Regions from separate parts of the Mus musculus genome. Here region 2 is linked to region 1. Evidence: chromatin contacts called from public Micro-C data. All regions are on one chromosome and are shown on one strand. The core of a region is the stretch at or near the end of the contact, and the rest is flanking DNA. Distances in the headings are between cores, read along the strand shown. Region 1 holds the start of Slc25a21 (solute carrier family 25 (mitochondrial oxodicarboxylate carrier), member 21). Region 2 holds the start of Fbxo33 (F-box protein 33).

Region 1 (6,662 bases), core at 3,043-5,542:
AATGTAGATTCAGTACAGTCAGTCATACTTGGAAGCCTGAAGTCCAACATTTTAAACAAATTTCTAGATGCCACTATATATTTCTTCTTTGTTTATTGCTTTTCGTTTGTCTATGGGAGGACTTTTTTTCTTTTTATTCATTTTTTTTTTCCTTTTTAGAGTCTCATTATATAGACCAGGCTGGCCTGGAATTCAACTGAGAATTAATTGCCTGCCTCTGCTTCCCAAGTGTTGGGATTAAAGGTGCTGCTTGCAGGAGCTGGAACATGGTTCCCTTGTTCTCTTACATCACTAGCTTCCTCTTTTCCAACTCCTTCAATGCCAAAGCTTGGCTGTCCTGGATCTTGCTCTGTAAATTGACCTTGAACTCAGAGATCTTCATGTCTGTCTCCAGGTGTGTACCACCCTTCCTGGATCTAAATTTAGCTGGGTAGGGTCTTGCCAAGGCCACCAATCCATTAATTCAATTTAATATCCTTGAACACAGGATCCAGCTCCATTTCACTGCCTGATGCCCCTATATATACTATATATCTTATATTCCTCCTTTCTAAGCTTGCTATGCTTATTCAAAACATAGTTGTCACTAGTAGCAAGCTCTATCTATTCTGCAAGGTCTAACTATAATGGCAAACCATAACAGAGGTTTTAGATATATGCTATTAGATGCATGTTAACAACTGCTAAGCATACCTTCAATTTTTAAATGCAAATATTGGGGGCTGGTGAGATGGATCAGTGGGTAAGAGCACTGACTGTTCTTCTGAAAGTCCTGAATTCAAATCCCAGCAACCATGTGGTGGCTCACAACCATTCTTATTGAGATCTGATGCCCTCTTCTGGGGTGTCTAAAGGCAGCTACGATGTACTTTATTAATAATAATAAATAAATCTTTGGGCCAGAGCAAGCAGGGACTGAGCAAGTGGGGCTGACCAGAGAGAGGGAGCAGAGGTCCTCAATTCAATTCCAACAACCGGGTGAAGGCTCACAACTATCTGTATAGCTACAGTGTATACTCATATACATAAAATAAATAAATCTTTAAAAAATAAATGCAAATATCGCAAGCCCTCTTGTAATAAAAGAGTGATGTATTATAATATACATATATAATCCTTTCATGGTGTATCTACTATTTTTTCCTGCTTTTCTTTGAGAATCTTCAAGCTGTTTGTACCACCCATCCAATGGGGATAGGCTATTATTGTTAATTGATAGAGGTGGGTTCCTATTTGGGTAAATTTGAGTCTATTACTAGGATTTTGAACTAAAAATAAAAATGTAAGTTCCCCCACCCCTGTCCCCAGGAAGATCATTCAAGAGCATGAATACTTGGAAGCTGTTGGAAACCAAATTCTAATACATGGAAGGAAAACCACAAAGCAACAGTTAATTGTGAGAGAGAAAACAAAAAACAAAAACCTTCTCCAGTCCCTAAGAGCACATAGTGAAATATCTCTGTCAAATTGGCACCCTTACCCCCTTGTACATCTCCACAGAAGGCAGTTGGCATGGCACACCAGGCTGCTTGGCAGAATGCCAAAGAGATTTCTCTTTGTCAAAGGAAGATAAGGGCTAGAGAAATAATTCAGTGGTTCAGATCTTTCGGAGAACCAAACTTCCATTCCTACTTGGTGTCTCACAGCTGTCTGTAACTCTAGTTCCAGAGGTTCTATCACCCTCTTGTGGCCTCCCTGGGGACTAGACACACACAGTCCTGCCTTGAGGGACACTGACATAGACAGGATGAAGAGACGTTGCATCCTGCTTTCTAGTTGAGTGTTCTAATTGCTCAATGGAATGAATGACACTAGACCCCGAATACCATGAGACACTTTTATCTTTCCGACAAACCACTCCCATTTCTTTACTTTTTTTCCTTAAGAGAACTTTCTTTTAGAGGCCTTTGCAACCTGAAGACCATTATAATTCACAGAAAGAGACATGTTAGCACCAGTAATCAGAAGTCTAGTATTAGAGATCCAAATACACCCGAGTTTTAAAAAAACTCTACTTTTTCTTTCTGGCCCTTGCTCTAGTAAGTCTAATAGGTTCAGCCTACATTACTACAGTTTCAATAAATTTAATTTTTATTAATATGCTTTTAAAGGCCAAGTAGAAGAAAATATGACCGCAAGGTGATGAAAGTATTTATTATCCTTCTTACCTATCAACAGTGCCACAATGTAAACTATATGAATCGACCAGCCAATTTTAAATTTATCTTATAAATGGCTTAACATTTAGCTATGCTAACTGATTAATTCCATTTACATTAATAATGATACACGAGCCCGGCATGGTGGCACACGCCTTTAATCCCAGCACTCGGGAGGCAGAGGCAGGTAGATTTCTGATTTCGAGGCCAGCCTGGTCTACAAAGTGAGTTCCGGGACAGCCAGGGCAATACAGAGAAACCCTGTCTCGAAAAACCAAAATAAATAAATAAATAAATAAATAAATAAATAATAATAATAATGATGATGATGATGATGATGATGATGATGATACATGATGGCATAAATGCATCTGTGCCAAATATTTATCCAGAAATATGCAGCATAAACAGGATTAGAGTCTGATTTATTTTTTAACAGTCTTTGAGTATAACTGTGACTATACATGTTGTGATTATACAAACCAACAGAGATACCTGTAAGTCACTGGGCACAGCCTGGGATGTTAAGCAACTTTGCTTTCCCTATGGTCAAGCATATATATATATATATATATATATATATATATATATATATATATATATTTCATTTTCATAACTGTATCTTGTTAAAGTACGCAAATTATGTGACATATCTGGATGCTTTTGATACCCCAGAGATGCAGCTAGTTCATGACATAAAACTACTCAGAGTTTGAAGCACTCCATTATTTAAAAGTTCATATTTTCTTGAAAGTAAATGTTACTAAGTATATATTGAGTATCTTTTAGTCAACTTTAATACTATTTCATTGTTATAATAATTTATTAAAATAACAAAACTTATGAACTGTTACAGCCTAATATTAAAAATATTAAAAATTAGGCATACGCATAATTTAATGGCGAGCAACTTCTTCCAAGTTGCACAGTAATTATTACCAAGCTGGCTTTAACAGATCTTTTTGTAAAGTCTCTCCCACATCATAGCTCTCCACAGATTAATGTGAGTCCATTACATCAAAGGTGTTTACATTTGTTAGCACGAGCGTTTAATTTTAATATATTTATGGCGTGCATAGATCCCCAAGAAGCGCAGTAAAAAGAATCCCTGCGAAGAGAGCTATGCTAAGATCCTCTTTAGCTTGGGCCTTGGAAGAAACTTGCTAAGAAACTTAAGTAAGACCGAACTGGAACTGAATCCTTTTTTGTGTAAAATAGCTGTCAAAGCGAAGAAAAGGACGGGAGGGGGAAGCTTTCTCAAAGTCACAGTAAGTTTCAGGGACTGGCGAATCCTTTCATGCTCCATTCTAGGAACAGAGAACCCCCGGGGACCCTAGAGCAGAGCAGCTAGTGGGGACTGCACCCAAAAGAGCCGCCGCCGGCTGCTCGGCTCTTCGCAGAGGAGTCAGAGTAGAAGATTTAGGAGGACGCACTCGCACACAAAACTTCGGTTGGAAGGCGAGCCTGGGGGACAGTTGTCGGGTGGTGCGGCGGAGGAGCGGCGGGCGCGCGGGGAGCGAGCGGACAGCCTTACCTGCAGACCCTCCGGCCGCGACCTGCCTGGAGGTCTCGTGCAGTAAGCTGACGTTGGAGGCCGACATCTTCGCGACCAGGGGACCGGGTGACCAAGTTGCCCGAGCGAGCTCCTCTGAAGGCCGCCGCCGATGGAGACCGGGCCCCGTCGGTCCTGGGGCTGAACTCTTCCCGGTGTGGCTGCGATCCAGCTAAAGGCGGCGGTTCGGGCACCGAGTCGCCGCGAGGTTGGCGGAGGGGGTCCGAACTTGCCCAGCGCTGCCTAAGGCTGCCCTTTCCACCGGGGCACCGGAGGGGGAACACTGACAACTGGGGGCTGGGTAGACTTGACCTAGCTCGGTGGGTCAGGCTCGAGCTTCAAGATAGGGGCTTATGAATTTGCCTATCGAGACCTACTGCGGAGTTTGTTTAGCTGGCTGCTTATCTAAGGGCTGCCTTAGCTAGCTGCGACTGTGATGTAGCCGCGGGTGACCCTTGCCCTCCAGGCAGGCTAAAATACGGTACTATTCAAAAGAAGGGATAGTGAGGAAATTCCTCCAAGTTAGTCAACCAGAAATTGAAGGCCACAGCAACTAGATCAGAGCAGATCTGACTTACAAAGTGCAGTAACTGTGCGGGGGAAGTGGTTTTGGACTTTTATTTCATGCATAATAAACTGAGTTTTACTTACTGAAAACCATAAAGGACTTGTTATTCAAGTGTCCTGTGCCCAGTTCACAGGGTCACCACGCTGCGCACAATATGACAGACTTGTCAGAAAGCCGAGTTCTTTGGGCTTAGGGCCTAGAAACCTGTTTTAAGCAGTTCTCTGTTAGGAACAGTAGGTAGACATGAAAGAGGAGCACCAATAACCTGCTTATTTCTTTCTACAAAATGTGGAATTAACTCACACTAGCTCTTTAGAATCACTGACAAAACAAAAGTACCAGTTAGTGCCTGTTAGTGAACCACAAGGTGCAAACTGCAGTATAAGAGAAACACAGGAGTCAGATATTTAGAACGCTCACCACACCCCTGACAGGCCGGAGATGATAAGAGAAAGTACTGTGGAAACCCCGCTGCTGTTATTTCTAAAACGTAGTGTTTAATGCATATATTCTGGGCCATATAAACTGCCGTTGTTCTCTGTCAAAAACATGGGTATGTGCAATTTAAAATAATACAATGTCAAATCAAATATACGAAATGAATACTTATATCTTATTTTCATTCTTTGAGCTATTAAATGTCGGTGGTAGTGAGCTGGGGAGATGGCTCAGTCAGTAAAGTGCTTGCCATGCAAGCCTAAGGACCAAAATCCAGTTTCCCTGCACATGTAAGACAGTATTAGTCTGGGTCTGTAATCCTAGCGCTGAGAATGCAAAGATAGGCACATCCCTGGAGCTGTCTGGTTGGTGAGGTCTAGCCAAACAGTTCAGTTCAGTTATAGGTCTTGTCTCCAAAGGTAAAATGGAGAACAACTGAAGATCCCCAACAGTAACCTCTAGCTACCAAACACTCCTGTTGCATGTATCTGCTGACATACATACACACACACACACACATACCACCACATGTATACACACATGCACACACACACACCACATATACACATGCATACATACCACATGTACAGACACACACCCCACATGGACACACACATGAACACACACACATCTCCCACATGGACACACACACCCCACATAGACACACACATACACACACCACATGTATGCATATACCACATGGATACACACTCCACATGTAGACACACACACACATACCATATGTACAGACACACACACCACATGTACACACAGTTATGTGCCTGTACCACCTGACTAGGAAAGTTACATACCATGAGGAATTGGGTAAATGTGTTGCTTATGTGATCAGATACACAAAAATGGTTTGTTTTTTTAAATTTTCCACTGGGCATGGTGACACACGCCTTTAATCCCAGCACTTGGGAAGCAGAGGCAGGCGGATTTCTGAGTTCGAGGCCAGCCTGGTCTACAGAGTGAGTTCCAGGACAGCCAGGGCTACACAGAGAATCCCTGTCTTGAAAAAAACAAAAAAATAAAATAAAATTTTCCAGATTGAAAATATTCATCAATACCAAATGGACAGGCTTGAAAACATACATACAAGTCATATTATACATACTGAGCAGGTTATATTTAGAAATGTATATTATGTACATAAACATATGCATGGGGCAGCAATTAATGAAAAAATATGGATTTAAAGACAGCAAGAAAGAGTCCAAGCGAGAATGTGGAGGGAGTGAAAGGGAAACGTGTACTCATATTAAAATCTCAAAATCAAATCATTAAAAATAAAAATAAAACTAATGGCAAAAATGAAGTTGGTTACAAAAAAACAAAAAAGCCCTCTCTCCTGCTCCTCTATCACTAAGCAAATAAAAGGTTTTGAGAACTATATTTTACTAATTAAATATAGGATCTTTTTTAAAGATTTATTTATTTTATGTATATGAGTACATTATAACTGTACAGATGGTTGTGAGCCTTCATGTGGTTTTAGGGAATTGATTAGTACCTCTGCTTCTATCTGGTCAGCCCTGCTCAGGCCCAAAGATTTATTTATTATTATAAATAAATTATTATAAATAAAATAAAATATTATAAATAAGTACCAGAAGAGGGCATCAGATCTCATTATGGGTGGTTGTGAGCCACCACCTTGTTGCTGGGATTTGAACTCAGGACCTTCGGAAGAACAGTCAGTGCTCTTACCCCCTGAGCCATCTCGCCAGCCCAAAATATAGGATCTTAAATACAATATAAACCATTTCTTCAACAATTGAGGATCTCTCACATTTTAGACATAGTCCCAAAATTTTAGAGCTTACAAAAGCATTTCATTGTGAAAAGCAGGAATTAAGTTTTTCAAGATGATAAAAGGAGCAATCATTTATGGGAGTTTTTCATTTTGAGAACAGTGGGACTGCAGATTCAAATGGTAAAC
Region 2 (6,662 bases), core at 2,571-5,070, 2.0 Mb after region 1:
ACCTGCCTAGGTGAGTCCGGGAATCACACGAGATTCAGGGAATGCTCCTAAAGAGAGTATTTTTTAGTAAGTAAGCTATTACATATTATCCCAAATCTTACTGATAACTTACACAGTTTTCATTTTTCTTAAGTATGAAGTACAGCATTTCAAGACTATAACACCTTGACTACAAGCTCCAAGTGTAGTTCTGAACTGGTTTTGAATGTGGTAGAATGTCTTACAGAACCACGGCAGAGTCAAGTTAATCCATTTAATACCATTTAAGTTGCAGATGGTGGGGCTCACATTTAATCCCAGCACTGTGGAGGCAGAAACAAGCGGATCTCTGTGAGTCTGAGGCCAGCATGGTTTACAGAAAATTCCAGGACAGTCAAGGCTACAGAGAAACCCGGTCTTGAAAAGCAAAAACAAAAAAATGCCATCACCGCCCTCCACCCCCCCAAAACATTTTAATGAGCTCTTACTGCAGTTCCAGACAAGCAGGAGGTCTTGGCCTCCTTTAGAAAAAGATTTCTGAAACCCTGTGTTTTATTGGCAAAGAGGTACTCTTTATTGTTGATTATCATCTGTTCTTAACACATTCAATACCAGTATGGCAGCCATAATCACTCTGACAAATCAAAACAAGCCAACTGTTATTCTCTCAGAAGATCAGTACCACTGATTATACCCTACAACTCTAGGTTAGCATAGCTCTTTTCCTGTGGGGCATGACTATGCATTGAGTAAGGCAATTCAGCACAAAGCCCGGAAGCGGAATGGCTGATACACTTCTGCTTAAAAAATGGCAGAAATCATAAAGCAAGAGCATTATAAATGAAAAGAATGTATGTTTACACTTCTTATTAGTTATTAAGTTTTTGGCGTACAGGAAGCACTCGGTTCAGTTCCCAGCAGCACTTAAACTGGCAGTGGTTGAACACACTTGTACTTCAACACTAGAAAAACAACAAAAAAACTTCTAAGTGACATTGTTAATACACTGTTTTAGGGTTGTAGTTTTTAATCACAGAGTCACAAGTGTCACTAATAGTTAAAAGCACCTATCAACTAAGCCACACCCCAGTCCAATATGATTTAATTTAAAAAGAGACAACATCAGTACAAATACGAATGTCCATAGTGAACACGCTACTAGGCACCACAGTGTACTCTCTCGTGGACAACCAACAGCTGTGAGCAGAAGTGAAAGCAGACTCAGAAGGGCAGACACACAGGGTTTCACAAACAAGTTACATTAGGATAGAAACTTAAATGGTAAGGATGAAAGAAAAAGAATTAAAGACAAAATGTGGTACAGTACTGTTGTGTATATATGCTATAGATCCATCCATAGATGATTAAAATACCAAAAAGAACTAGGCACTGAGAAGTTCTTACTTGAATCAAAGGCACTATGCCCTCCCTCCCGACTTTTTTTTTTTTTTTTTTTCAGGGCTGGTTGATTACAGAACAAATCAGCTGGTCTCTAGCTATGCTCAACTTTGAGAAAGCCCCGAACCTGATTAAGAAAAATTTTAGCTTTGGTTATCTTAACAGATAAAATCAAAGCAAGGAAGTGGAATGGGTTCACGTGAAAGCTTAGGAAACAGGGCACTGGAAAAAATGGAGCCTTGTTCCCATAAATAATTTTTTTTCTTTTTTTTTGATTTTTTAAGACAGGGTTTCTCTGTGTGGCCCTGGCTGTCCTAGAACTCACTAACTCTGTAGACCAGGCTGGCCTCGAACTCAGAAATTCACCTGCCTCTGCCTCCCAAGTTCTGGGATTAAAGACGTGCACCACCACACCAGGTCTTGTTTTGTTTCTTGAGGCAGGAGTTCACAAAGCACATGCTGGCCTTGAACTTGCTCTGCACAAGATGATGACCTTGAACTCACTTAAGCTCCCTGCCTCTAGCTCCCAGGTCCCGGGATTCCAGATCTGTATCATGCCTGGCTTCCATACACAATGAGGCTAGAATACTTACAGTTTAACCTATTTGAAGCAGGGTTTCTCTGTGAAACCCTGGCTTTCCTGGAACTCACTCTGTAGTCCAGGTTGTCCTCAAAGGCAGAGATCCTCCTGCCTTTGCCTCCCAAGCTCTAGCTTTAAAGGCGTGTGCTGCCACCACCCTGCTTAAACTCTTGATTTAATTATAGATCACGAAAATATGTATGACACATATGACTTAGTATTAATCACAATCTATTCTCAACTCTATTTAACATAAAGATGGTGGGATATAGATTGTGGAAGGAAGGACACTGCTTAGAGGAAAACTGCCACACAACAGCATGTACATCACTTGACCTAGTAAGCACCCAGTTCTGCTCTCTACAGTACAATATTTTCTGCCCTGACCCTAGCAGTGTTGGAATGTCCAATCACTAATAATTATTTGTAAACTGCTGCAATTATTTTTCTTCCAAATTAAGAGTGACATTGTAAGTTTGGAATGAATATCCAGATAAAGAAAATATAAATATGGTTTGGCAGGCACTAGACTTTCATAGGGACTCTGTGCTGGAGTCCGAATATGGGCCATGAGCTCTAGGTGGAATTACACTAAAGTCCTGATGCACAATGAGTCTCATACTTAACCCCCACAGTATGCCCAGCTCCTTTATCCCACCCCAAGTTAGGTAGCGTTACTTTTGTGTGAATCACTGGGAGTAAGTCCAGCCTGATGGTGTATGGGATGCGGCTTCAAGTCTGACAATTTTCCTCCCCTAATGATTTTAACTAGCACTCCTCCCAGTCTTTGGACATGGCCCAGGCTAGTAAAACTATTTCAGGTAAGAAAAGGACTGTTAAAGAATTCTTATAGGTTAATTCTTGTAATCATGGACATCAGCAAGGAAACTTACTCACCTCGTCACTATGAATTAATTACCCATCACCAATGGTCAAATTCAGAATCAGAAAACCACCTTATTTTTTTGTACAGGCCTCACCCTTAACTCACAACTTTCCCACGCATAAGATAATGGCATTGCCCAGCAGCTCTAGCCCATGGACAAGAACGGATGAATGAAAGCATGCCTGAGACGCTCCAGGAGTCCCGTTATCACCTCTTCTGTCTCCGGAAATAGTCTGGTCAGGAACGGATAGCTGCACCTACACAAGGCCATCCTGAGGCCGGCCGGCACACCCCACGGGATCTTTCCCAAGGCCAGCGGAAGGCCAGACCCTCTCGGTCCCCACGCAAGCCTACCTGTTGTTCCGGATGCTGAGCAGCACGCACAACACCAGCTCCAAGTAGATGCGCAGTACTTCCAGCCAGCGGGAGGAGAGCTGCAGGGCCTCCCCGTCTTCCCCTCCGGTGCCCGTGTCGGTGCCGCCGCCGCTACCGCCGTCGCCCGGGCCGCCGCCTCCGCTCAGATAATTCTCCGCGGCGAACTCAACCCGCAGCTCCCGCACGAACCAGCCGCACTTGCGCATGAGGAACTCTAGCCGCGGCTGCTCCGCGGGCGAGACGCGGAGGCAGATGCGGAGCTGGGGCCACAGCGCTGGGTAGAAGAGGCACTCCCGCCAGTGCGAGCAGGAGGCCGAGGCCCGCAGCCGGTCGGGCGCCGGCAGAAAGGAGAAGATGTGCACGATGAGCTCGCTGGGCAGCGACGCGGCGCCGGCCGCCTGCCCGCACAGAGCCATCCGGCTCGGCCGCCGGCCGCCCGTCCCCGGCCGCCTGCGCAGTCCTCGCAGCAGCCCCCGCAGCCGGCGCAGCTGCAGCAGCCGCAGCCGCTGCCGCCGCCGCCACCGCACCAACCGGGCGGCCCCGGCTCGGGTTCGCGCTCCCGGCGGTCGGGGTTGCGGCACTGACAAGAACAACAACATCAATGACAAGGAAGAAGGGGGCGGAACCGTCGTGCGCCTCGGCGGAACCAAGTGCACTCGGACCGGCTGAGAGGGGGGAAAAGCTGGCGCGGGGAGGCCTGCACGCCGCTGACTTTCCGTACCGCAAGCAAGTGCTCCCCGGCCGGCCCGGGCAACGACCTCGAAATCCTCTCTCGAACGGACCAGGGATGCGGAGGCGACCGCGCTGCTTCCGAGGAAACCGTGGTTCTCCCGGTACCCGGACGCGGAGGCTCGGTAGTGGTAGGGACTGAGAGTGACGTCACGGCGACGGGCGGAGCCTGGCGCGGCTTTGCGAGACTTCCGGAACCGGGGGAGCTCCTGGTTGCCTGGATCGCGCGGCACGTGACCGTTGACGTCAGCGACCCGGGGCGGGGCTAGAGGCGTGGGGGCGGGGCCACTCTGGGCGTCCCTCGCCGGGTAGGTCTGGCCCTTGCAGCGTGCTCGAGGCGGAACCCCGGCGTGCTGCGCTAAGTCCCGACGCTTTCTCATTCGCTGGGCTGAGGTCGCGGCGCCCGAGGGCTCGCACGCCGGCTTCTTTTTACATCTTGTTCAGAGCAGGACAAAATCGGCTTCCCAGGAAAGGCGGATCGTGGCGGCACGCGGACCTTCCTCTTCCGACGTGCGGAGGCCGCACACGCCCCATTGCTGAACCAGTGACGGCAGCGCCACCTTTCGTCTTTAGAGGGGCAGGAAAAAAATGGCTAACGATTTTCATCTTGAGGGCTGGTACCCAGACTTAAATGCTCTCTGAACCCTTGTCTGCAAAAGTTCTGTATAATTAGTATGTTTTATTAATAGCTAACGATCACTTAGTGGTAACATCAAATTAGGAAGTTAAGACAGGTTTTAATTTTCAGTTTCTTAAAGTCATTGAAGTGTTTGTGAAGAGAGCTGTGGATACCTCTTCAGTGTACCACTGTACTTCTGTAACAACACACCCCTGTATACAAAAGTAACATGGATGAAATAAAGTAGCTATTTTGATAGTCTCTGATACTCCTACAAATAAGTTGGAGAGGAGAGCTTTTCTTTAGTTTGGTGCCCCCAAAGAAAGGGATTTTAAAAACAGCCCTTCACGTTCTCAGCATGCGAAGTATCTCAGTCAAATTGTAGGAAGCAGCGATATCTAAAGGGTTAAGAGATTTTTTTTTTCTTTTCGTTTTTCGAGACAGTTTCTCTGTGTAGCCCTGGCTGTCCTGGAACTCACTTTGTAGACCAGGCTGGCCTCGAACTCAGAAATCTGCCTGCCTCTGCCTCCCGAGTGCTGGGATTAAAGGCGTGTGCCACCACGCCCGGCGTGGTTAAGAAATTTTATGTCTGCTGCTTCAAACCACACTAAGAAACTAGCTAGTCTAGATATCTTTAGCTCTGTGATGTAACAGCAGACCTTCTGTCACATTTCTTTTATACAGTTTGGTGTCACGAACCTAGTAAACTACCAATAATAGTATTTTTTTGTTTTTGTTTTTGGTTTTTGTTTTTTGTTTTTTGAGACAGGGTTTCTCTGTATAGCTCTGGCTGTCCTGGAACTCACTTTGTAGACCAGGCTGGCCTCGAACTTGGAAATCCGCCTGCGTCTGCTTCCCGAGTACTGGGATTAAAGGCATGTGCCACCACGCCCGGCTCAATAATAGTATTCTTTTACCTCTAAATTTACATCAGCTCAGTTGGTACTTTGAATAAAAAATGTATTCCAGGTAGGTCATTTCTTTGAACCCTTGTCTGTAAAATTCTATGTAATTACCGTTTTATAAGCATTCAATGAACATTAAGTGGTAACAGTAAATCAGGGAATTAAGACTTGGATTTGGACTTCAGTTTCAAAGTCATTTAAGTATTTTGAAGAGAGCCGTAGACTTCTGGAGCTCCACTTTAGTTTACACCTCTGTTATGGCTATTCTTGGATGCCAGTGTGACTATATCTGGAATGAAGTACAATCCAGAAATGGAGGGCAAACTTGTGAAAGATATTCTGCTTGGTTTGAAGTGGGTAGATTTACTTCTAGTTGGGACCTTTGAGGTGAAAGACAAGCCTGATTTGGATCTTGAGACAGGAAGACACACCTTTAACCTGGGCCACATCTTCTGTTGGAAGTCTACATGTGGGGCTGGAGAGATGGTTAAGAGCACTGCCTGCTCTTCCAGACGACCTGAGTTCAATTCCCAGCAACCACATGGTAGTTCCCAACCATCTGTAATGGGATCCGATGCCCTTTTCTGGTGTGTGTGAAGATAGCTGCAGTGTACTTACATACATGAGGTAAATAAATAACTCAATCTTTAGCCAGGCAGTGGTGGCACACACCTTTAATCCTAGCACTTGGAAGGCTAGGTAGCACTTGGTAGGTGGATTTCTGAGTTCAAGGCCAGCCTGGTCTACAGAGTGAGTTCCAGGACAGCCAGGGCTACACAGAGAAACCCTGTCTCGAAAAACCAAACTAAAAAAAAAAAAAAAAAAAGAAAGAAAGTCTATATAACTTGGAAGATTGGAAGAAGAAAGGTTCTGCTCTTTGCCTGAGTGCTTTCTCTTGTAGCGCATTCATTTTTTCCCTGGCTTTGGAGCCTACTTTGGAATTCCAGAATATACAGACACCCAGTTGAGACACTTCCAGCCTTGTGGGACTGAACAGCTACTAAATTCTTGGACTTCCCATTCACAGCTAGCCATTGTTGGATTAGCTACACTGTAGTCTGTAAGTCTTCCCAATAAATTCCATATATATGGAATATATATAAGGTCTGTGACTCTAGAGAACTCTGACTAATACAACCTCTATAAAAACAAATTACATCACAGGTGGCAAAAATATTTGAATATTTACTA

The links. A called contact is a pair of places that touch in the nucleus more often than the background predicts.
Region 2: a Micro-C map of the G1E-ER4 cell line shows a contact between it and region 1, with 16 times the contacts expected there. The contact joins the promoter of Fbxo33 here to the promoter of Slc25a21 in region 1. A contact is called at or near these places in 4 of 39 promoter capture datasets (cranial neural crest, liver and pre-B cells), 2 of 484 Hi-C or Micro-C datasets (the G1E-ER4 cell line and natural killer cells) and 1 of 115 datasets of contacts at active chromatin or transcription factors (embryonic forebrain).

Annotation. Positions count from the first base shown.
Region 1 is chr12:57,193,180-57,199,841 of GRCm38.p6, forward strand. It overlaps Slc25a21 (solute carrier family 25 (mitochondrial oxodicarboxylate carrier), member 21), which reads right to left and starts at 4,293. Exons shown (of 10, transcript NM_172577.3): 1 at 3,694-4,293. The coding sequence starts at 3,760.
Region 2 is chr12:59,215,663-59,222,324 of GRCm38.p6, forward strand. It overlaps Fbxo33 (F-box protein 33), which reads right to left and starts at 3,821. Exons shown (of 4, transcript NM_001033156.4): 1 at 3,198-3,821. The coding sequence starts at 3,817.